Linked DNA regions of Mus musculus: all the other regions are linked to region 1. The links are chromatin contacts, called in public promoter capture Hi-C maps. All regions are on one chromosome and are shown on one strand. Each heading gives the region's core, a stretch centred on a gene start, on an enhancer-like site or on the middle of the called end of the contact. The rest is flanking DNA. Distances are from core to core; before and after follow the strand shown.

Region 1 (3,389 bases), core at 537-3,036:
TATGGGGAAAATAAAGAAATGAGGTGATAATGACCAAGAATTCCTTAAAACAGGAAAGCACTCTGTTGTCCACTGAGTACCAAGTGGAATACAATTTTTCTCTTTTTCCTTTTGAGAAAGGCTCGCCTTGAACTGGTTATGATACTGAGTATAGCCTTAAACTTCTGATCCTTTTGCCTCTACCTCCTAGGCACTGGGATCAATGGCATGTGCCACCACACTGGACTTATGTAGTGCTCAGATTCCAAACCAGGGCTTTGCACAAACAAGGCACGTATTCTGACTGGGCTATGGTTCCAGCCCAGAATATGCTTGACATATACCACTAACTGTGATATGCTTCAGAACACCAAAATGTTCTTAGAAACTTGAAAATCTGTTAGCCAAAAAGAAGTATGTATCACATTGGCAATGAGACTCACCAGAAATGCAAACTGTTAAAAGGGAAACATAAGCTATACACTGTACTTCAGCCAGGCAACCTTTCCACTGTAAAATTAATACTACAGATATCCAAGTGCCACAAAGAGACATTGCCAAGCTGCCTTCCACCTTAGATTCTAGTAACTTCCACCTCAGTACACTCACTCAGCCTGACACCTCAGGAAAGGGCAGGTGGGGACAGGAGGACCAGTAGCTCAAAGCCATCCTGGTCTACTAGGCTGGACTTCCACATAGCAAACAGCAACTAAAGAAAAAGCTCTCACCAGTGTAGCTTGGAAGCTAATTTACAAAAGAAAAAAAATTGCCAAAAAAAGTTAAGGAAATTTAAAGCTTATCTTCCAAAGACAACACTAATATTTCACTGTTAGTGTACTTTTTATTTGTTTGTATGTTTTGTATTTTGAGACAACGTTTCTCTGGGTAACCCTGGCTTTCCGGGAACTCAATCCGGAGAGAACTCAAGAGATCCGCTAGTCTCTGCCTCCCCAGCCACCATCTCCCAGCTTGCCAGGAGAATTTTATTTAAATTTGGTTCTTTGCCAGTCTCAAACTTTCATCTGGCCAAACATACAGGCAACTTCATTTAGATCTAAGTTTCCTTTTTACTTGGAGGAAAAAGAAACTAAAAAAACTAAGATACCACTATCTCGTTGGTTCTTTGATAGGCATGACATAATCGGAGCGTAAGTCAGGGTCAGGCACATTTTTAACGTGTTCGTATGTTAAACAACACAACAATGGCAAAACGCCTTCTGGTGAAGAATAGAAACCTATCCTATCGTATGTGGTAGGGTATTTGGAAGAGCTAATGGTCTGTTTACCAAATCTAAGACTAAACATAAATTAATCCTCCACTTTGGTTTTCTTCACTAACATGCAAAGAACCATGTTACTACATGCCAATCATATGATCTGTCAATCATATCCCTTTCTGCAGTGACTTTATTGATCTTGGACTGTTGAGTAGTGAGTCAGTCCGTCGCTCCGAAGATACCAATCAAGTTCAACTGATAAATAATTTCATTTGTTCATGGCCAGTGTAACCTTACCTGTGGAATGGACCAGTGTCCTGAAGATCTTGTCTGTGCTCCGCTGTCTACAGCCCATGATAGCCAAATTACTCAGAAATCACCAGCCACGAAAGTGAGCGCCGCAAGACGGTGGGGGAAACGCGACTGAGAGCCCCGGCCACCCCCGCTACTGAGACAGCGGGTTGAGGCGGCCTGGCACCCCGCGCGCCTTGCACTGTCCGCACCAGAGTCTGCAGTCCCGAGGCGGCTTCACCTCAGCGGGGGAGACATCAGCCCCAAGGGAGCTCCACACAGTTTCCGCGGCCCCGCGGCGCCGGCCGGAGCGCGCGGCCTCCTGATTGGTCGGCGACTCTCTCGGTTTGTCTCGCGCGGACTGCTACGGCCAATCGGGTTCTCGGCAGCCAAGTGAGGCACTTCGCTGGAGTGGTGGCGCAGCGCTCTCTGCCCGCGGTAGGTGTGTGGCTGCGGCGAGCCTTTTCCGGCTCTGGGAGTGTGTGTGTGGAAGGAGAGTCCTCGGGGTGACAGGAGTGTTGGGAGTGAAGGGGCGACTTAACTAGCAGGGGATTCTTCTCGCCCGCCCGGAGTCTCCTCCCTGTGTTTGGGAGGCAGGCGTGGTGGTGGTGGCGGTGGCGGTGGCCCCGGCTTGGCTTTGCTGGTCATTAGAGTCTGGCGCAGGCTTTGCTTTCCTGTCTTAACCCTGATCCCTTGGTTTCCGAGAGTTGCTCAGCAGTGTTTGTGGCGCGAAGATTCCCACCGCCGACCCCTGTCATGATTAAAGGAGGCTGGCTGTAGGATTCAACACGGGAAAGCCAGTCGTGGAAGGGAGAGGGGGCTGTCTCGACCACTGGCCTCCGGGTCGATAGAGAACTTTTCTTTTTTGTCAATTGCCAGGGGCCAACTGCGGAGCCTTTGCCCTTCTCGAGAGTTCATCCTTTGACATACATGGACAGCAGGTTGTGTGAGAGTAGTTTTATTCATAAGCATGCCGCCAGCATTCATTCAATGACGTTAGAAAAAAAGAGAGAAATAAAATAAAATAAAAAGGAGAAACGGGAAGTAAACTAGTGTTTGTCATGCTCCAAATTCACTTCATGCTAGGTATACATGTAGCTCAGGCAGACCGGATCTTTCTGCCACAGGAGCGCCACACCCTTACCCCAGTTTCAAAGGTGCTGATTTTTTTTTTTTTTTGTAAATTTCTCTTTACATATTTTTAACATTATAAACTTGATTTTAAAAAAAAGTTTGCAAAAAAAAAAAAGAAAGAAAAACACATCAAAATTAACCAAACCCCAAAACAATACAACTCAAATGAATACATCTATGCAATTAAAGTTGACTTTTGGAAACGAAATTGTGAAGCTTCACATTAAATTTAACACATGTCGAATATGTTTTCTGCACCTAGTCAAAACCAACCAAACAAGAAAGCCATGACAGCTTTGTACATTTCTGGGTCTGCGATGCTATGCGGGCTGGCTTTATGGAACAGGGTATTATTTAAGGAGGGTGTTGGAGTTTGGGAAGAGCAAGACACTGTACTTTCCTCTTTCCAGTTTTCTCTTGGGGAAAAAAAAGTAGAAAAGGAAGTAGAAAGCATTCTTTTTTTTTTTATTATTTGAAAGAAGCTGCCAGATCTGAAAATCTAGCCTGTTAGAGACAAATATTTTGTGATTCACTTATAACAGTTTTGATAAACTTAACACCAGTATCTTCACTTTTTATTTTATTTCAAGGTTGAATAACTTAAGTTATTCAAGGTTAATTGGTTTGTTTTTTTGTTTGTTTGTTTGTTTTTTTGTTTTGTGTGTGTGTGTGTGTGTGTGTGTGTGTTCTTTGTGGGTTGGTTTTTTTTTTTTTTTTGGTTTTTCGAGACAGGGTTTCTCAGTGTAGCCCTGGCTGTCCTGGAACTCA
Region 2 (3,389 bases), core at 391-2,890, 1.9 Mb before region 1:
AGTGAAGCCACTTGGAACTAGTGTCAGATGGCTGTGAGCCACCATTTTGGTACTAGCAACCAAACACAGGTCCTCTGCAAGACAGCCAGTGCTCGTAACTGGATTAATCTTTAAAATATCTTTAGAATTGTGTAAAAAGTCACGTGTGTGATAGCACACACACTACAATGCACATGCAGGTCAAGATGGATGGATGTGCAGGTCAGAGGACAGCTTTGTGGAGTGGGTTCTCTCCTCCCACCTTTATTTGGGACCCAGGCATAGAACCTGGGCCACCCCTAGAACACAACAACCCATTTACCCACCGAGACATCTCCCCAGCCTCAAGTCTGGAATAATTATTAACATGTTTGTATCTTCATAAAATGCTCAGATCTGGGAACTTTTTATTTAATCTGCACCTATTTATAGCCTTTGCTCCCCTGTTTAATCACAAATGAATCTTATGCTCTACTCAGTTTAAGTTTTCAGTAACTGGAGGCTTCCACAAACTGGTCAGACACTGGAAGGTACTTTGTTGATTAGCACAGTGAGTAGTTCCGTGGAACTCTGGTAATGACAAGCTCGCCTCGAAAATACTCCTACGCTGTACCTTTCAAATGGAAAATTAGTAGTACTTGAGTGCTGATGTCTTTATTCCCGTTTTTTTACTAGGAAGGAGACAACGTTAACAATTTATGTGCGAGTCAAAGTGTTTCATAAACCCAAATGTGTTTACTAGGAATTGTAAAATGTTTTAAGCTGTAAGGTTTGAAGGGACTTTTAAAGGTAGAGCCGCTACAAAGTATTTCAGTTTTAAAACATTGAAGGCAAGTGTTTTTCTGCATAGCAGAACTGAAACGCAGTTAACCACTGGTTTACAACTTGGTTAAAACCCAAAGCTGCAAGCCGTTTTAGGGAGTCAAAAAAATATTTTGCACACTTTCAAAAAGCGTTCAGCTAGTCTCAGCCATTTCTCTTTATTCTCAAAGCGTAAATGCTCAAAAGTAATCATATTCACTAGCTGGATGCCTGGTAAGCAAGGCATTTAAATAATGAACAAGTAAGTGAGCAAGCTCTCTTCAGATTCAATAGAGTCCTTCATTTGAGCTGATTCCCCTTAATTTATTCACAGAACTTTAGGCTCATTTTACATGTCTGCTCACACAATTAATTACCATGATTGAGTTCTCCAACACTGTAAAACTAGACCAAGAGATGCCCATTTACAGCATGTGTCAGGTGGGGGAGGGTATTTATTACTCGGCCCTTAGCTGAATAAGAGGCATGGAGTCATTTTATGAGTATTTAAGGGAAAACAGCCTCCTTCTAGCCTAACAGAACATAACTGTTTTTTAATCTCTTGTATAATTCTTCGAACTATGAAATCCCAGAAGAGGAAGTGGTCGCAAGAAGGAGAGTCCTTCTAGGTTGGAGTTCATTCATTTCCAAGTGGCCTGTCCAGCTCCTGGACCGCTTCAATGTCTAGAGAAATCCGTTTCCTCTGAGCCAAAGTCGGCCTCTCGACTGCATCCCCGAGGCCCCACTGGTCCGTGCCGAGGCGTCGAGGCCAGTCACCACCTCCTCCTCCTCCAGCCAGGCGGACCGCCAGTCCACTTCTGTAGGGGCGACACCCAGCCCGCAGGCCACACGCCCCGCGTGTGCGGCGCCCTTATTTACTTCGCAGAAGAGCCTTCAGCCCCCCTCCTAACAAGTCTGGAAAGCATCACGGCGACGCGATGTTGGGGACACTGGTGAGCGCCCTCGGGGGTACCGGCGAGGCATGGCCGAGGCCGGGCTGGGGCAGAGGGACGGGGGGAGGACGGCGGGACGGCCCGGAGAGGCGTCTCACAGGCACTCGCAGCCCGCCGCGCAGCAGCCCGGCAGGCACACGCACACGTGCACGCGCGCCCCGCACCCGCCCCCCGCGCGGGCTCCGGCTCTGGGCGGCGGCGGCGGCGGGGGCCGGGGGCGCGCGGGCCGGCGGCGGGCCGGGCCCCGGGGACCGCGCGGGCGGCGGGCGGGCGGGGACGGCGCTCGGGGGCCGGCCCGCGCGGCGCCCATGCTCGGGGAGGGCCTCACGGTGTGCGGAGCGCCGGGCGGGTCCCGCGACGCTGAGCTCGGCCTGTCCCGCAGGTCTGGATGCTCGCGGTCGGCTTCCTGCTGGCACTGGCGCCGGGCCGCGCGGCGGGCGCGCTGAGGACCGGGAGGCGCCCGGCGCGGCCGCGGGACTGCGCGGACCGGCCGGAGGAGCTCCTGGAGCAGCTGTACGGGCGGCTGGCGGCCGGCGTGCTCAGCGCCTTCCACCACACGCTGCAGCTCGGGCCGCGCGAGCAGGCGCGCAATGCCAGCTGCCCGGCCGGGGGCAGGGCCGCCGACCGCCGCTTCCGGCCACCCACCAACCTGCGCAGCGTGTCGCCCTGGGCGTACAGGTGAGCGGGCCCGAGGGGAGGGGCGGGGCCTGCAGAACAGGTGGGTGGGGCAGGGTGGAGTCCGTTGGAGGGCGGGGCCGAGGGGCGGGGCGGAGCACGTGGTGGGCGGGGTCGGGTGGGGCCTGGGCGGGGCCCGGCTGCCACTGGAGCGGTATAGGTGGACGGTGCTTGAAGGAAGGGGTCGTGAGGGGGATCGGGTGGGATCGGCTGGAGCGGGAGGGGAGTGGCAAGACGGTCGGGTGGTGCTATGGAGATGGTGTAGTGCCCGAGGGGCGGGGTCTGAGGAGCGGACGGAGGTGATGGGTGGGGCCGGGTGGAACTACTGGGATGAACCACGGGGGGCAGGCCAGGTAAGGCGGGTGTCTACTGGTCCTAGAGCTCAGGGAGGGGCTAGGAGAGGCAGATGGTATAACTAAATTGGGAGCGATTGGTTTCTACAAAGGTCTGTCACGATCTTTGAAGAAATGCTGCTTCTGTATTTGTTATGCAATAAATACCAATTCTCTGCCAGATACACCATGAAGAACCAGGCCACATGACCCTTTTTTACAGGAGGCCTGTAGGAGTGTAATCTAGAAGTGCTGGGGCGCCGAGAGCTAAGAGGCACGCCCTCTGAGAGAGTGTCTGGGGAAACTAATATGGGGATAGAACCTCAGATGAGAAGCAAAGTTTCCAGCGTGAGGTAGCCTGAAGTTGAGGGAGGAAGAGAACACCCCTTTGAAGGAGAAAGTGACATTCAGGCCTTGTGGAGAATGGGCAAGATTTTGAGGATGGCCCAATCCAGGTGTTGTGTCAAAAGAAGAGCATGTCCAAGGGAAGCATGGGGATGTGGAGCGTGGCCACAGTGGCCTGGGCAGATGCCCGTGACAGGATGCATAAGTAGCTCGGATGAGGGAGCCCTCACTCCACCCTGTAGATGAGAAAGATAGGCAGGCACCTTGGACGAGAGCCTTTCCAGGATGGGGGTGGACTCTAGGT
Region 3 (3,389 bases), core at 272-2,771, 1.9 Mb before region 1:
GGTCCAGAAACCCCAGAGACAAAGAAATGGCAAGACAGCTATTGCTCTATGTCAGAAATGTGGCTCAGCACCTAAGGGCAACAGGGAAGAACCTGATGGGAAATAAAGTCAAGGCCTTGCCTTGATAGGAAAAATGGAAATGGGGTTACAGGAAGATGGGACTACCGTGGGGAAAGGGTCAGCAGCGGCAGCAGCAGCAGGGATTCTTCATTTCTATAAAAATCTTCTAGTTCTAGTCGGGCGTGGTGGTGCACGCCTTTAATCCCAGCACTCAGGAGGCAGAGGCAGGTGGAGTTCTGAGTTCGAGGCCAGCCTGGTCTACAGAGTGAGTTCCAGGACAGCCAGGGCTACACAGAGAAACCTTGTCTGGAAAAACAAAAAAAAACAAAACCAACCCCCCCCCCAAAAAAAAAACCCAAAATCAAAACAAACTTCTATTCCCATGCATCAGATCTACGAAAGCAACAACAAAAAACTAACAATACTGTATGTCAGAGTATCTAAGTACCTTCTCCAAGATATTTAGGTCAAGAGAGTTTAAGCCAGCAGAAAGAGAATGAAACAAAGTTTCTTTCCAGAGTCGTTAGTAAACTGCAGGAAGGGTAGCTGTACTAGTAGGCGAATAGAATGACCTGTCAAGTATGCTCAACCTGCGGCTCAGAGACAGGCACCCACAGTCACTAGAAATGACATTGTTCTCAACTTGTTTGTTCCCTGAGCGTGAACTCTGTAGATGACAATGCCTGGCAGATATTCTCTAAGTAATCTTATTGATTCAAGACAGTTGTGTTGCCTTGGCTGTCCTAGAACTTGCTCTATCTATCTACCTATGAATGAATGATAGGATTTCTTTGTGTAGCCTTGGCTGTCCAGGAAAATTCTCTGTAGACCAGGCTGGCCTTGAACTCAGAGATCTGTCTGCCTGTGCATCTCGAGTGTATAAAAATCGTGTGCTTTCATTTTCATACAAGTCTCTGCCTGAGGGAAGTCCTTCACTTCCTAAATACTGTTTATTATTTAAAGAAAGATTGTTGGGTGTGGTGACACGGGAAAAATGAGGGATCAATGAGTCTGAGTTCGAGGCCAGCCTGGCTATACAGTGAGACCATCTCAAAATAATAAATCCCACCATGACCTGAGATAAAACTTGCACAGAGAAAGCAAGCCACAAACACACAACAAGGTAAGTTTGGATGAACAGCCCGGCCAGCCAAACCCCATGCTAAGGCTCAAGGCTTCCTCGTGTCCATGCATATATATCCCTTCCCCAGGCACCATTCCGACCGGACCACTAAGGACTTGTTTCCGGCTCAAGATGTCCAAGAAGAAGGACCCCGCAGAGACGAGGCCCCTACTGGGAAAGTCTCCAAGGGTCAGTATGGACCCGGTTCGGAACCCACCCAAAACATCCCTTGACCCTCCGCCGCCACACTCCGTGGCCGCCACTCACCACTGACGCATGCGCAGTCGTCACAGTGCGGGGGTGGGGTGAGGGTTGGCGGGGACCTCCGCGTTTGCGCTGGTGCAGACCAGACGGTGGGAGCCAATGAGCGTCTAGTCCCGCCCAGTCAGCTTCCGGCTTCTACAACCCAGGTTTTAATTAGGTTGCGGTAGTCTGGCTGTTTGGTACTTTGGAGTCAGTCTTAAACCTTTCAAACCAATTAGTCTTTCAGAGCTTTCAGTGTTGAATTCACAGTATATGAACACATATTTTACCAATCTATCATGGTAGCTGGCACACAGTTTTCCTTAATCAAAACTAATGCTCCCTTTGATTCGGCAATTCTTAAATCACATGTAATCTTTTCTTTCCCAGGGACAGGCAAACTTCACTATGTTCCTGCTGTTCGGTTCTCTCTTTATCGATTTCCTGATCTGGCTGAAGGGCTTTAAATCACCGCTCAGATGCTGACGCCACTCAAAAAGCAGCTTGATAATGAACTGTCACAATTTCTACATACAGTAGTGTTTCGTCTGTAGAAACCCATACTTCATTTTGATTTCGATTTCTCTAAACGAATGACTACTCTATTAAACCAAATAGATCAAATCAAGTGTAACTTATCAAAATGGCAATCAAGAAAAAAAAACTATTGAAAAGGAAGAAACCATCTACTTATAAGACTCAAAAAAACCTGTTTTAAAGCAAACTATTTTGCACCTAATTTTTTAAAGCTTCCATTCCTTTTAAGTATGTATGCCACAATGATTATCTTCGTGTATTCAATTATATGCTATTTTTAAATATTAAAGTGTCTGAAGACACAAGAAAGCTCTACCTTTTTGGTTTTTTTTCAACAAGAGTTTCTTGATGTAGTTCTGGCTGGCCTGTATACATTGTAATTAAATGTTTCTCACAGATCATAAAATTAGTATCAAAGACAAACTAGTCTTTATTGAAGTGAAAAAGTTTTTCAGTCAAATTGGATCCAAAAGATGCTTTCAAATCACATTTTTTTTTAATAATTATTTATTATATGTAAGTACACTGTAGCTGTCTTCAGACACTCCAGAAGAGGAAGCCCGATCCCATTACAGATGGTTGTGAGCCACCATGTGGTTGCTGGGATTTGAACTCAGGACCTTTGAAAGAGCAGTCGGGTGCTCTTACCCACTGAGCCATCTCACCAGCCCCCCACATTTTAATTAAGGAATTATTTCTTTTATATTTAGTAATGGTGCTGAGAGAATACCTTGGAAGATCTCTTAAGATAGAAATATGTGGTCCTGGGTCCCTAGTGGTCAGGGGAGACAGGTAATTCTCTGTGAGCTTAAGGTTTAGACTACACAAGTTTATGGAGAGCAGGACTACATACGAAGACTCTGTCTCATAAAAACAACAAACTAACAGACTAACTAACTAACTGAGTTTTTCTTTTTCTTATTTATTTTTTGTGTTGGGACCAAGTTGAGTCTCCAGCTTTAACCTTTGAAGTAGAAAGGACTGGCAATTCCACAATGCTTGGCCCTTTAAAAAAAATATATATACACACACACACACACACACACACACACACATATATATATATATAAAATATATCACATATTACTGAAACATAAATCTGGACTTCACCATTTGAGAGCTTTACCACAAAATTATTCAAATCACCCTAAATATGAAGCAAAGTGAGATCTCTAGAATTCTAGTCCAACAAGATGCTAGACTGAATTGAAGGAAATCCTATTAAGATGTTAACTTCACACAAATTAAAAATAATTAGAATTATCAATCAAAACAAAATAAGATTTGATATGAACTAGTCATAAGTTAGTGTTGGCAGTAAAGTCAAGTTTGGGAATCGGATTTTTTTCTCTCAGAAACACCATCAGGTGCACAGAAATACTTTGCTTTCAATGATAGCCTGCAAAATTCAAAGTGGCCAATGTGA
Region 4 (3,389 bases), core at 249-2,748, 1.7 Mb before region 1:
TGTGAGCCACAAAGGTGATGCTACACTACTTATGCCTTTAATTTTTAAAATGTTTTTAAATACGCGCATCTGAGACTAGAAACAAATTGGAAATAAGTGTCTTAGATAGGGCTTTGATGAGGGAACTGATCGACAGTCGATCAAGTCAGGCATCATGGAGTGTTCCCATAGTCCCAGCACTCAGGAGAGTCAGCAGGAGGATAAGAAGGCTAAGGTTATCTGAAGCTACATAGTGAATTCTAGTCCAGCTTTGAGGCAGTGAGACCCTGTCTTTAAAATAATAATAATTTTTAAAGTATAGTATCTGGTCATAGTGATTCTAGGTGATATTTTTGTCTTATAACTTTTGATATATCAATACATCAATAGTAGGATAGCCACCAACAACAAATATTTTTAAATTAGCAAAATAAGTACATTTGCGTGATGTGTGTAGCTGAGGGGAGAGAGAACACAAGGCCAGGTGAGCACAGCAGCATATTTAGTAAGAAAACCAGCATCTATAGATAGATATGTTATTTGTGTGTGCCGTGTCGTAGCCTAGAGTGATGGTCTAGACGTGCACTTTGTCTCACACAGTCTTCAGAGGAACCATGTTATTAACCCTTTCTGATAGAAGAAGACCTTGAAGTACAGAGAGCCAAGTAATTTGCCCGGGATCAAAGAGCTGAGATTTGAATCTAGGTAGATCTAACTGCAGAGCTTAGGAGCACTGAATTACAAGGCTCTCTTCAGGTAATCGCAAGAAGTCATGATTACAATGTACTTATAAATACAGAAACAAGCCAAATTAACCCCTGTGCATTTATAGTGTTCTTAGCTTGTTGTTCTGTGGCTGAAGATGGAAGCCAGGGCCTCGCAGGTACTAGCTAGGCAGGCACTGTGCCACTAAGCTGTCCCCCAGCTGTGACTGAAAGAAGAAATGTCTACAGAGGGAAGAAAAGAGGCACACAAGAGCCCTGTCTCTTAGTTTCAGCCAAAGCAGAGACAGCTGTCATAGACCTTGCTAGCACTGGGAGTCAATTCTCCAGTGAGGCTCCTGAAGTAAAGATAGGATAGTCTAGGGGTCCACCCAAAGAGAATGTCCACCAAGACTGACACCTTGCTCATGTTTCTGAGTACAGAAATCCTGATTATTGACTTAGTCTCCTTCAAGGCGTGGGTGTCTGGAGAGCAGGGGCTGGTCTTCAGGCACATTCTTGTTTCCTTATTTGTCACCAGTGTGATGGAGACTCATCGGATCTGTCTCCCTGCAAAGCTTTCTTTCTAGACAGTCATGAGAATGTAGAGCAGGATCAGATGGCAGAAGGCCTGGATGCCTGGGAAGAGGCACGCCACACTGACCCATCTCATTAGCAGTTGGTTTTCCCCCATATGTTTTGTCTCTCATTAACCAGGCTACAGCTTCCTGCACAACAGGAAACTATAAAGAACCTCCTAACTGACAAGCACATCAAATATACTTTAAAGCCATCTTTACTGTGTCAAATATCAAAGTTTAAGCATGAACCATTTCTGCTCAAGTGTGGTGGTGCAAACCCACCAATCTCAGCACTCAGGATGCTGGTGTGGGGAGATTGAGAGTCCTAGGCCAGCTTAGACTATATCAAGAGACCTGTATAAATGCACGAATGGAATATTATCTATATCTGAGTCAGCTCCAGGGAACTCCTTCTCTATTGATCGTTGGCTACTGTAGCTCAAAGCTTTGGGACTTAACCATATCACCTTTGCTAGTTAGCCAATATGTTTCCATGATGCCTTGAGCTCATTTTTAAAACTTTAAAAATTTATTTTATTTTGTTTTTTTCTGGTCAAAGTTTCTCTGTGTAGCCCTAGCAGTCCTGAAACTTACTCTGTAGACCAAGCTGACCTCAAACTCAGAAAGAGTCACCTGCCTCTGCCTCCCCAGTGCGTGGGCTAAAGGTATGTGCCACCATACCCAGCTTATTTATTTTTATTCTATATGTATGGGTGTTTTACCTGCAAGTATGTCTATGTACCATGTGCATGCAGTGCCCAAAGAGGCTGAAGAGGGACAACAGATCCCCTGGGGCTGGAGTTAGCGATGGTTATAAACCAATGACATCTAAAATAGGCCAGCCTTCAAGCTGCAGAATTTGACTCTTAACCCCAATGACAACAGGAAGTATTTATAGGGCACTCTATCTGCAGAGAGTTACTTGGTGGATAGAGGACCCTCCCCATGGTTTGACAAACAGAAGAAAGTAGAGGAGAAATGGGAAACATTTTCGCTCTTCCGTTGGCTTTTCCTCCGCCTCCGTTGTCTTCAGTTAGGCAATGGGCTCCTTTTCTTCTCTCCTATTAAGTCTGGCTGTCGGTGTGGTGGCTTAGGCCAGTAACCCCAACACACGGGACAGAAAAGCAAGAGGCACTGGATTCAAGGTCATCCTCTGCCTCATAGCAAGTAAGCAAAAAAGGGCTGGTGTACGCCTTAGCAGGCAAGGGGCTAACAGCAAGCCTGGTAACCCGAGTTCATTCCTGGGATCTGCATGGTGGATAGAGAGAACTGACTGCAGTGTTGGGCACACACAGAGACAGACAGACAGACAGACAGACAGACGACAGACAAATGTGAAAAGAATTTTTTTTTAGAAAAGCCTAAACAGGGCTGCAGAGATGTCTCAGCAGTTAAGAACACTGGCTGCTCTTCCAGAGGTCTTGAGTTCAATTCCCAGCAACCACATGGTGGCTCACAACCATCTATAATGGGATCTGATGCCCACTTGCTAAAGTGTACTCATATACATAAATAATTCTTAAAAAGAATTTTAAAATGTGATGGTTTGTACATGCTTGGCCCAGGGAATGTCACTATTAGAAGGTGTGGCTCTGTTGGAGTAGGTGTGTCACTGTGGGTGTGGGCTTTAAGGCCCTTATCCTAGCTGCCTGAAGGCAGTTTTATGGTAGCAGCCTTCAAATGAAGATGTAGAATTCTCAGCTTCTACTGTACCATGCCTGCCTGGACACTGCCATGCTCCCACCTTGATGATAATGGACTGAATGTCTGAACCTGTAAGCCAGCCCCAATTAAATGTTGTCCCTATAAGAGTTGTCTTGGTCATAGTGTCTGTTCTTAGCAGTAAAACCCTAAGACAAAAATTAAAGAAAAGCCAATTAGGATGGGCAGTGGTGGCGCATGCCTTTAACCCCAGCACTTGGGAGGCAGAGGCAGGCAGATTTCTGAGTTCAAGGCCAGCCTGGTCTACAGAGTGAGTTCCAGGACAGCCAGAGCTACACAGAGAAACCCTGTCTCAAAAAAAAAAAAAAGAAAGAAAGAAAGAAAGGAAGGAAGGAAGGAAGGAAGAAAGGAAAGGAAAGGAAAGGAAAGGAAAAGAAAAGAAAAGAAAAGAAAAGAAATAAAAAGA
Region 5 (3,389 bases), core at 345-2,844, 1.6 Mb after region 1:
TTAACTGGCAAGCTGGGTGCCCAGTATAATTTGGTTTTGTAGGGCACTAATTGAAGTGAAAATGTGGCTAAAATACTTCATGTAACATAATAACTGTTGATTGCCAGATAGTTTTGGTAAACAGTTGGCAAATTGTAACTCACAACAGCTGTCACTATATATTTAGAGTAAATGTTAATTTAAGAATATTAACCTCGGGAGTGTTTCTGTAAACAAAGCTTCTCCTATTTTCAGAGGTTACAGAGCCTGGCTTGGGTATTTTTAGCCAAACCTAACGCAGCTTGGCGCTCCCTGTTTCCGAGTTCCTCCGCTTTACACTTGAAAGGCTTCAGTCCTAAATGCCTTTGCAGAGATTCCCTTGGGAATGCGAATGGCAAGGACACATGTGCGATAGATTCACATCTCCCGGAGGCCGGAGAATAAAGTAGTAATATTGCTAGGATTGCTAGAGAGGAGTTTTGCTCCGTAGGGTGGGGGGAGATAGGGGAAGAGAAAGGAAGGTGGGGTGGGAGTGAGGGGGTGTTAACAGAATCCCACCGTTTCTAAATAAAGTAAGAGGAGGTTTTCCAGCCCAGCTTCCAGCGTCTGAAACCCTGCTGGCAACAAACATTAGCGAGGCTCTGTTTTTGTCCTGTTGGAACTACTCACTTCCAAGTAAGATTTGCATGACAGATATCAAACTCTTGTGCAAACCGCGAAACAATTGCATCAAGAATCAAATTCAGTTTCACGTGCACGCAGCCTGGTGCTGGACTTGGCTTCAGGCATGCTTGCTGGGAGCTGATAGCCATTTTTCCCCCTTTGAACATGCGAGGAAAACGCAGTGAAAGTTCCAACCACACACGAACGCCTACCTGCTACTCGCCAGTGCTGTGCTCCAGACTCACGCTTTCCGCAGCTTGGTAGCACTTCCGCGCCAAACGCTTTTACCTTCCCAAAAATGTGTGTGGGCGCAAGCCCAGACAAACTTCAAATCCAGGAAAATGGATTACCCGCGCAGATCAAAGGCAGGCGAACTAGGAGATGGAGTGCCTGTAATCTGATCGCCGATCAGTTGCTGCGCATCAAAGGCAAGGCTGAGTTTACTCGCTACGCGCGCAGATCTAGAAAGTTCGCTACCGTCTGGTTCTTTTGTTAAACGTGGGCCACGTTGTTCTGCCCCAGCTCTGGAGAGCAGGCTTCCCCAGCCTGGGCTGAGCGGCTGGATCTGCAGCTCTCTCTCGCGGTGCCCCAGCTGGGCTGCCTAGTGCCAGCGCTGCTGCGCCGCATCCCTTTCATCTCGCTGAGTGGCAGCTCCCATGACATCATGCCGTGCCGTGGGGCTGGCCGGGAGAAGCCAGTCAGCCTGATTTCTAGTCGCGTTGGTCTGTGCCTCGCCCGCGACAGCCCTGCAGTGTGTCTCTTGGCTGGGAGGGACACACCAGGACTGCTCTGGGCCTCTGTGCTCCGGGCCTGTAAGGTCCTGGATCGTTGCAGGTTCCAGTAGACAGCATCAAGCCGCTGCCTGTGACAAAAAGCACGAAGTCCCTACCAGAGCAGGGTAGTCCGAAACGCAGCAGAGCGGCACAGCAGTGTTTAATTAGGCCGTTTCTCCGAACACCTGCCTTACACCGCCAGGGTCACAGGCAAACGTTTTAAAAAGCTTGATTCCCCACCCCCAACCCCACGCGCGCGGCTCCCCACCCCAACACACACATACTGCGACAAGTCTTTAAGAATTAGTAAAATGTCTTTTCCTGGTGAAAGTATTACAGGTGGCGCCAGTCAAGTATGGCTTTCATTGAGTGAAGGAGTGGATACTACAACTTACAGAGATACCGCCACTAGCTCACTGGACACCTGGGTCAGAAGCTTGTTAATCTAAATTTGGGGTCCTAATAAAACAACAACAACAAAGGATGCCTTCCTTCTGAGTTGCAATCATGGATACCTCTAGCGACTCCTAAAAGTCACAGAAAGGTGACTTAGAGGAAAGCATTTGCTTGCAATCACTCCACAGCTTCTGTCCCAGGCAAAGCACAAATCACAGTTTGGATCCAGCTGAGAAATCGCCACCTTATTTTCTGTACTGTAAAACGGAACTTAGTGTCCGTTGTTTAGAATACCCACGAGGCTGGTAAAGCACTGTGGTCGGAATGTGGCATGTTTTTGAACATGGAGCTGTTTATTCTGGGAGAGAGAAAAGATTTCCATTATATGATGGAACTGCATCTGTTTGCAGAAGGGCACTGAAAAATATCATCTGCAGCACCCTTAGAGGAACCCACTTCCTTCCTGTGACTTCCTTCTCTTATCAGTTGCATCTCATTTTTCCTGGTGTGATATTTAAAAATAGTTTATGCCCTGTCTATCTCCAGCTGTCTTTGATTCCTGTGTAAATCTTGATGGCAAAATACTTGGTTTGTGAGTTCATTGTAACACTTAAATAGATCTATTTGGTTTCCAGTATTTTTCCCCAGTGGGAGGTGGAGGCTGAACCCCAGGGCCTGTTCATGCCCTCCATCTCTGAAATGTCCCTGAGACACATGGGGCTTACTTTGTACTTGTTTGTTTTCTTTTTCCTTTTCGAGACAGGGTCTCCAGTGTCATGAGCTGGCCTCAAAAGTGCTGTTTATTCAAAGACAGCTTTGAACTCTTGATCCTCCTAAAGGCTGGAATTACAGACATCCACTGCTACATTCAGTTTATGTGATTATGGTTTCTGAACTTAGGGCTTCATGCATATTAAACAAGCACTCCACCAATTGAACAATGTACCCAGCCTCACATCCTTCAAATGAGCAGGCATGCTTTTGCATACTATCCCAAGACACCTGTACCTACAGAGCTCCTGAGCTCCAAGGACTCATGAAATCAGGGGCAAACTATTTCCAAGAAGGCTGACTTTTCTCTGAGGTAACCCAGATGTTCCATGGTCTAGGGTCCATGCCCAGAGCCTTCATCAAGTTTGCTGTTCCAGAGCCAATGGAAACTGCTAGGTGCTCTTATCTCTGGGTGAGCAAGTTGCTTACAGGTCTCTACAGTTTACCACCCATGGGAAATGGGCAAGGATTGAATTCAGATGCTTATGTTTCTAGAAGCTTCCAGAAGGCATCTGGAAGCTACAGCTTCAAGGAACACGCCAGTCAAACCAGCTCTACGTGAATCTCACAAAGCAACACTGGTTGCTCAAATGCCTTAGCCCTATGCACTTGAGTTGGTCTTTTCTGAGACAAGAACTATCCATGTGGGAAATGAATCAACCCTGATGTTAGAGCCCCAGCTGTCCCCAGATGCAGAGGGTGGCTAAAGGCTGGTCTCCAAGGAAGAGTGACGGCTTGTTTGCACTGTGCTCAACTGAACTTCCTGCAATGTGAGATGTGTGTGGCCCAGCCCTTGAGACTCTGAAG
Region 6 (3,389 bases), core at 570-3,069, 1.3 Mb after region 1:
CCGCCTCTCTCCCTCCCTCCCCCGCCTCTCTCCCTCCCTCCCCCGCCTCTCTCCCTCCCTCCCCCGCCTCTCTCCCTCCCTCCCCCACCTTTTTCCCTCCCTCCCCCGCCTTTTTCCCTCCCCCGCCTTTTTTTTTTTTTCCCTCCCTCCCCCCCCCCCCCCCCCCCCGCCTCTCTCTCTGTGTCCTCTCAACCCCACCTCCCAAAGGCTGGGATACCACAGTCCCTTTTCTGTCTACTGCCCCCCCCCTTCTACCCAGAACAATCTCTCAAGGAAAAATCGAATTTCTCATAATGAAACCCTTCCTTCTAGGCATGGTGGCTCCTGCCTGGAATCCCAGCACCCAGGAGGATGCTGAGGCAAGACTGCCAGTTTGAGCTCAGACTGGGATACATGGTGAGTTACAGCCTGGAACACGGAGTGAGAGCCTGTCTGCAAACCAGTCAAACACACACAAAACCTTCAAAATGTTCATTTCTCCCCTACCAAGGTCTATAAAGCAGATATGACTGCCACCCCTCACGTCACCTTCTGCAGGAGAGATGACTGCACCTTCAAAAGAAAGCTCTGCTTCCGGCAGGACCCTACACCCTGAACCACGGTGGTGTGGCTGTCCTTCCTCTGGAGAAGGCTAGGGGTGTAGAAAGACTTCCCCAAGCTTTCCCAAGTCTGCACTGTCATTTCTACTTTCCCGGGCACTCGACCACAATTTCCCAATGCCCTCCCTCCCAGCCTCTGCCTTCCTTTCATTTTCGCAGTAGGACATTTCACATTAGTCCTGTCTGTACTGATTTAGATTTTAGACTATCGTGATGAGACACTGGGAGTTAGATCGACTCCCTGGTGGGCAGGCAGAGAGAAAGGGGGGGGGGGACCATGGCTAGGTGATGATGGTGGTGAATCTCCAAGATGCCCAGCTTCTTCCTCAACCTACCGTTTTCCTCTCCCACCACCAGACCCCATTGCTGATGGACCTGCTCAATGAAGTCAAGACTGGGTCAGGACATGTCACACAACAGTTCTGGGCCAACCAACCACCCTAGATTTCTTCAAACTCTCCAGCCCTAAATTAGGAGCAGAAGGCTCTGCAGAGGCTTAAAATAATAATAATAATAATAATAATAATAATAATAATAATAAACCCAGCCCCTGAGAGGAGTCTCTCTCTCTCTCTCTCCCTCTTTTTCTCTCTCTCCAGCTTTCTGAGTCCCCTTTGCAGAGAGTCTTTTTCTGTGTGCCTGTTGCAGGAAACACACACCTCACTCACCTTCCTTCTACTCCTAATTCTGTCCACGATGCTTAAGATTTCTCTGCTGCTCCATGCTGGTCTTCAGATTTTTCCTGCCTTTTAATTCTTCGGCTGGCAGAAACAACAAACCTGACCAAGACTCCTAGACTATATCATTCCAAAACCCTTAGACCGTATCAATAGTTTCCAAAGTCAAAATAGATGATAATTCTCCAATAGTTAATTCACATGGCTATACACAACCATAGCTGGTGGGCATGCAGACATGGAAGTGACTTCAACAACTTTTGGAGAAGACAGGTGCCTTGGATTTCGACTGCTTGTGGTTTCTTCTGGATCCTTTCACGCGCCGCCATTGAGTCTCCTCTGAGAATCAAGAAAGCATCAAGAAAGCATCTTGAGTTCTCACATTCATTCCTGGCACCTGTAAAAAGTTCCAATGCCTGACCCGACTTCCTTCTCCCTGTGCCCTAGTACCACTGTCAAACTCAAATCCAGGACGTTTCTTCCTCCAGACACACGAGGGCGCTACGAAACTGGAGCTGCTCAGAAGGCGTGGAGGGCGACGCTCTTCCTAACGATTGTTAGCGTGCTCAAGTCCGGGTCTGCCCTGCGAGTTCCGCGGCGTGGGCTGCTGCCTTGGAAACGCGGGGCGCGCGCTTCCCGAGCCTGGCAGAGCCGGGGTCCGGAGGATGCTGCTGGCGGCCGGGGCACGGTACGCCCGCCGGCTGTGCGGCCGGGGAGCCGCGGCGGCTCTGCAGGGACGCACAGGCCGGAGCTGCGCCCGGGACGTCAGTACTAGCTGGTCCCCGGTGGGCGCCGCCTTCAACGTCAAGCCCCAGAGCCACCTATGGAACCTGTTGGGGGAGCGCCGGGTGAGCGTGCCGTGGGTCTGGGCAGCGCGGGCTCCGCGTCTGGCTGAAAAGGGACTGTGCCGGGATAAGCGCACCCCGGAGCGGCTGACCCAGCGGCAACTCAGCCTTTCCTCTACTCAAGCTCCATTCTTTTCCTTCTGGCTTCAGAGTTCACATTTGCCCTTGGCTTTGTAACGACACTCTTGCTTTGAAAACTCCATCACACCTTAATTGTCCACTTCAGGCTGCTCTGAAACAACCTGTTAAACTAGGCATAGTGGCTCTTGTAAGACAGTCTTGATAGGTAGAGGCAAGAGGGTACAAAAGACAGTCCTTTGGGCTCCGAACTGACTTTGAGACTAGCCTGAGTTGCTTAAGAACCGGCGGTAAAACAGAAAGCACCTACAGAACCCTACTGAGAAAAATCAGATTTCCTGTCGTGCTTTGTAGTTTATTGCATAGCCTACGAAGTCATCAGAATTGCTTGGCTATTTCTACTCTGCCCTTGGTGGTGTTGGACACTTGATAATGAATGAGGAAAAGGCAGGAAGACTGAGGAAAGATTTTTGTCCTAAAACAATGATTTTTCAACCCTTCTAATGCTGTGACTCTTTAATACAGTTCCTCCCGATGCGGTGACCTCAAACCATAAGATTATTTTGTTGCTATTTCACAACTAATTGTGCTACTGTTATGAATTATAAACATCTGATATATGAACCCCCAGGTGGGTTCTAAAAGTGTTTTTTTATTTTTTTATCTTTTCACTGTTGGGCAGCTTTCTAAAGACAAGTCTGGGATATAGCTTCATTGTACTTCATGGCATATCTCTGTGTTTAACTTTGTCTATTTGAAAGTTCTTTCTTATTATATAAATTTTCCTCCAAAACCCATAAAGGTCGATGATGCTGGTATTAGTGGAGTTGGTGTTGGAAGTGCCTTTTAGCAGAAAGATAAGCTTGGTTTTGGGTGGATGAAATAGAACTGATTTCACCTGTATTTTAAACCATTGTTTAGTGTGTGTGTGTGTGTGTGTGTGTGTGTGTGTGAATGCATGCAGGTCTGGAAGGCGCAGGCCAGAGGACAGCCTTTCCGGATCTGTAACCTTCAACCTTTTGGAGGTGGAGTCTCTCTTGGTTTTGCTATTGGACTGAATACTCAGGTTATCGTTCCTGCTCCTATTTGGTTCTTGAGCTTCTGGGCTGTTTTCTTGTTTCTATCTTGATGTAGGAGGACTGCTGGGATTATAGTTGCATGCCACAAACATTTGACTTTCAAGCTTTTTT

Evidence for each region. Promoter capture Hi-C pulls out the DNA fragments that hold promoters and counts their contacts.
Region 2: a promoter capture Hi-C map of hippocampal neurons shows a contact between it and region 1, with 5 times the contacts expected there. The contact joins the promoter of Il17d here to the promoter of Setdb2 in region 1. A contact is called at or near these places in 3 of 39 promoter capture datasets (cranial neural crest, hippocampal neurons and pre-B cells).
Region 3: a promoter capture Hi-C map of hippocampal neurons shows a contact between it and region 1, with 6 times the contacts expected there. The contact joins the promoter of 1700039M10Rik here to the promoter of Setdb2 in region 1. A contact is called at or near these places in 2 of 39 promoter capture datasets (hippocampal neurons and pre-B cells), 1 of 484 Hi-C or Micro-C datasets (B cells), 3 of 115 datasets of contacts at active chromatin or transcription factors (astrocytes, cardiomyocytes and large pre-B cells) and 1 of 9 other capture datasets (adipose tissue).
Region 4: a contact with region 1 is called in a promoter capture Hi-C map of pre-B cells, with 2.7 times the contacts expected there. The contact joins the enhancer-like site here to the promoter of Setdb2 in region 1. A contact is called at or near these places in 6 of 39 promoter capture datasets (the 3T3-L1 cell line, frontonasal cranial neural crest, hippocampal neurons and 3 more).
Region 5: a promoter capture Hi-C map of pre-B cells shows a contact between it and region 1, with 5 times the contacts expected there. The contact joins the promoter of Tnfrsf19 here to the promoter of Setdb2 in region 1.
Region 6: a contact with region 1 is called in a promoter capture Hi-C map of neutrophils, with 7 times the contacts expected there. The contact joins the promoter of Mipep here to the promoter of Setdb2 in region 1. A contact is called at or near these places in 2 of 39 promoter capture datasets (cranial neural crest and neutrophils), 1 of 115 datasets of contacts at active chromatin or transcription factors (microglia) and 1 of 9 other capture datasets (liver).

The regions. Positions count from the first base shown.
Region 1 is chr14:59,439,094-59,442,482 of GRCm38.p6, forward strand. It overlaps Setdb2 (SET domain, bifurcated 2), which reads right to left and starts at 1,787. Exons shown (of 14, transcript NM_001320720.1): 1 at 1,494-1,787. Gm45935 (predicted gene, 45935) reads right to left here and starts at 1,787. Exons shown (of 24, transcript NM_001320725.1): 1 at 1,494-1,787. It overlaps Cab39l (calcium binding protein 39-like), which reads left to right and starts at 1,870. Exons shown (of 11, transcript NM_026908.4): 1 at 1,870-1,925.
Region 2 is chr14:57,523,189-57,526,577 of GRCm38.p6, forward strand. Il17d (interleukin 17D) reads left to right here and starts at 1,641. Exons shown (of 3, transcript NM_145837.3): 1 at 1,641-1,733; 2 at 2,116-2,411. The coding sequence starts at 1,719.
Region 3 is chr14:57,570,093-57,573,481 of GRCm38.p6, forward strand. It overlaps 1700039M10Rik (RIKEN cDNA 1700039M10 gene), which reads left to right and starts at 1,522. Exons shown (of 2, transcript NR_152103.1): 1 at 1,522-1,593; 2 at 1,817-2,276. Eef1akmt1 (EEF1A alpha lysine methyltransferase 1) reads right to left here and starts at 1,490. Exons shown (of 5, transcript NM_026526.3): 1 at 1,451-1,490.
Region 4 is chr14:57,748,308-57,751,696 of GRCm38.p6, forward strand. The region is part of intron 2 of Gm52140; the gene reads left to right. Among named protein-coding and RNA genes, the nearest start is that of Lats2, 3.9 kb to the left of the region's middle. Within about 2 kb of position 1,499, at least 18 of the 459 cell types and tissues checked have an H3K27ac peak or open chromatin away from gene starts, as enhancers often do. A contact at or near this core is called in pre-B cells, where this site is marked.
Region 5 is chr14:61,045,261-61,048,649 of GRCm38.p6, forward strand. Tnfrsf19 (tumor necrosis factor receptor superfamily, member 19) reads right to left here and starts at 1,595. Exons shown (of 10, transcript NM_013869.5): 1 at 855-1,595. The region is part of intron 2 of Gm41167 (a long non-coding RNA gene); the gene reads left to right.
Region 6 is chr14:60,782,747-60,786,135 of GRCm38.p6, forward strand. It overlaps Mipep (mitochondrial intermediate peptidase), which reads left to right and starts at 1,820. Exons shown (of 19, transcript NM_027436.3): 1 at 1,820-2,124. The coding sequence starts at 1,942. Mipepos (a long non-coding RNA gene) reads right to left here and starts at 1,803. Exons shown (of 3, transcript XR_001781278.2): 1 at 1,727-1,803; 2 at 1,268-1,615.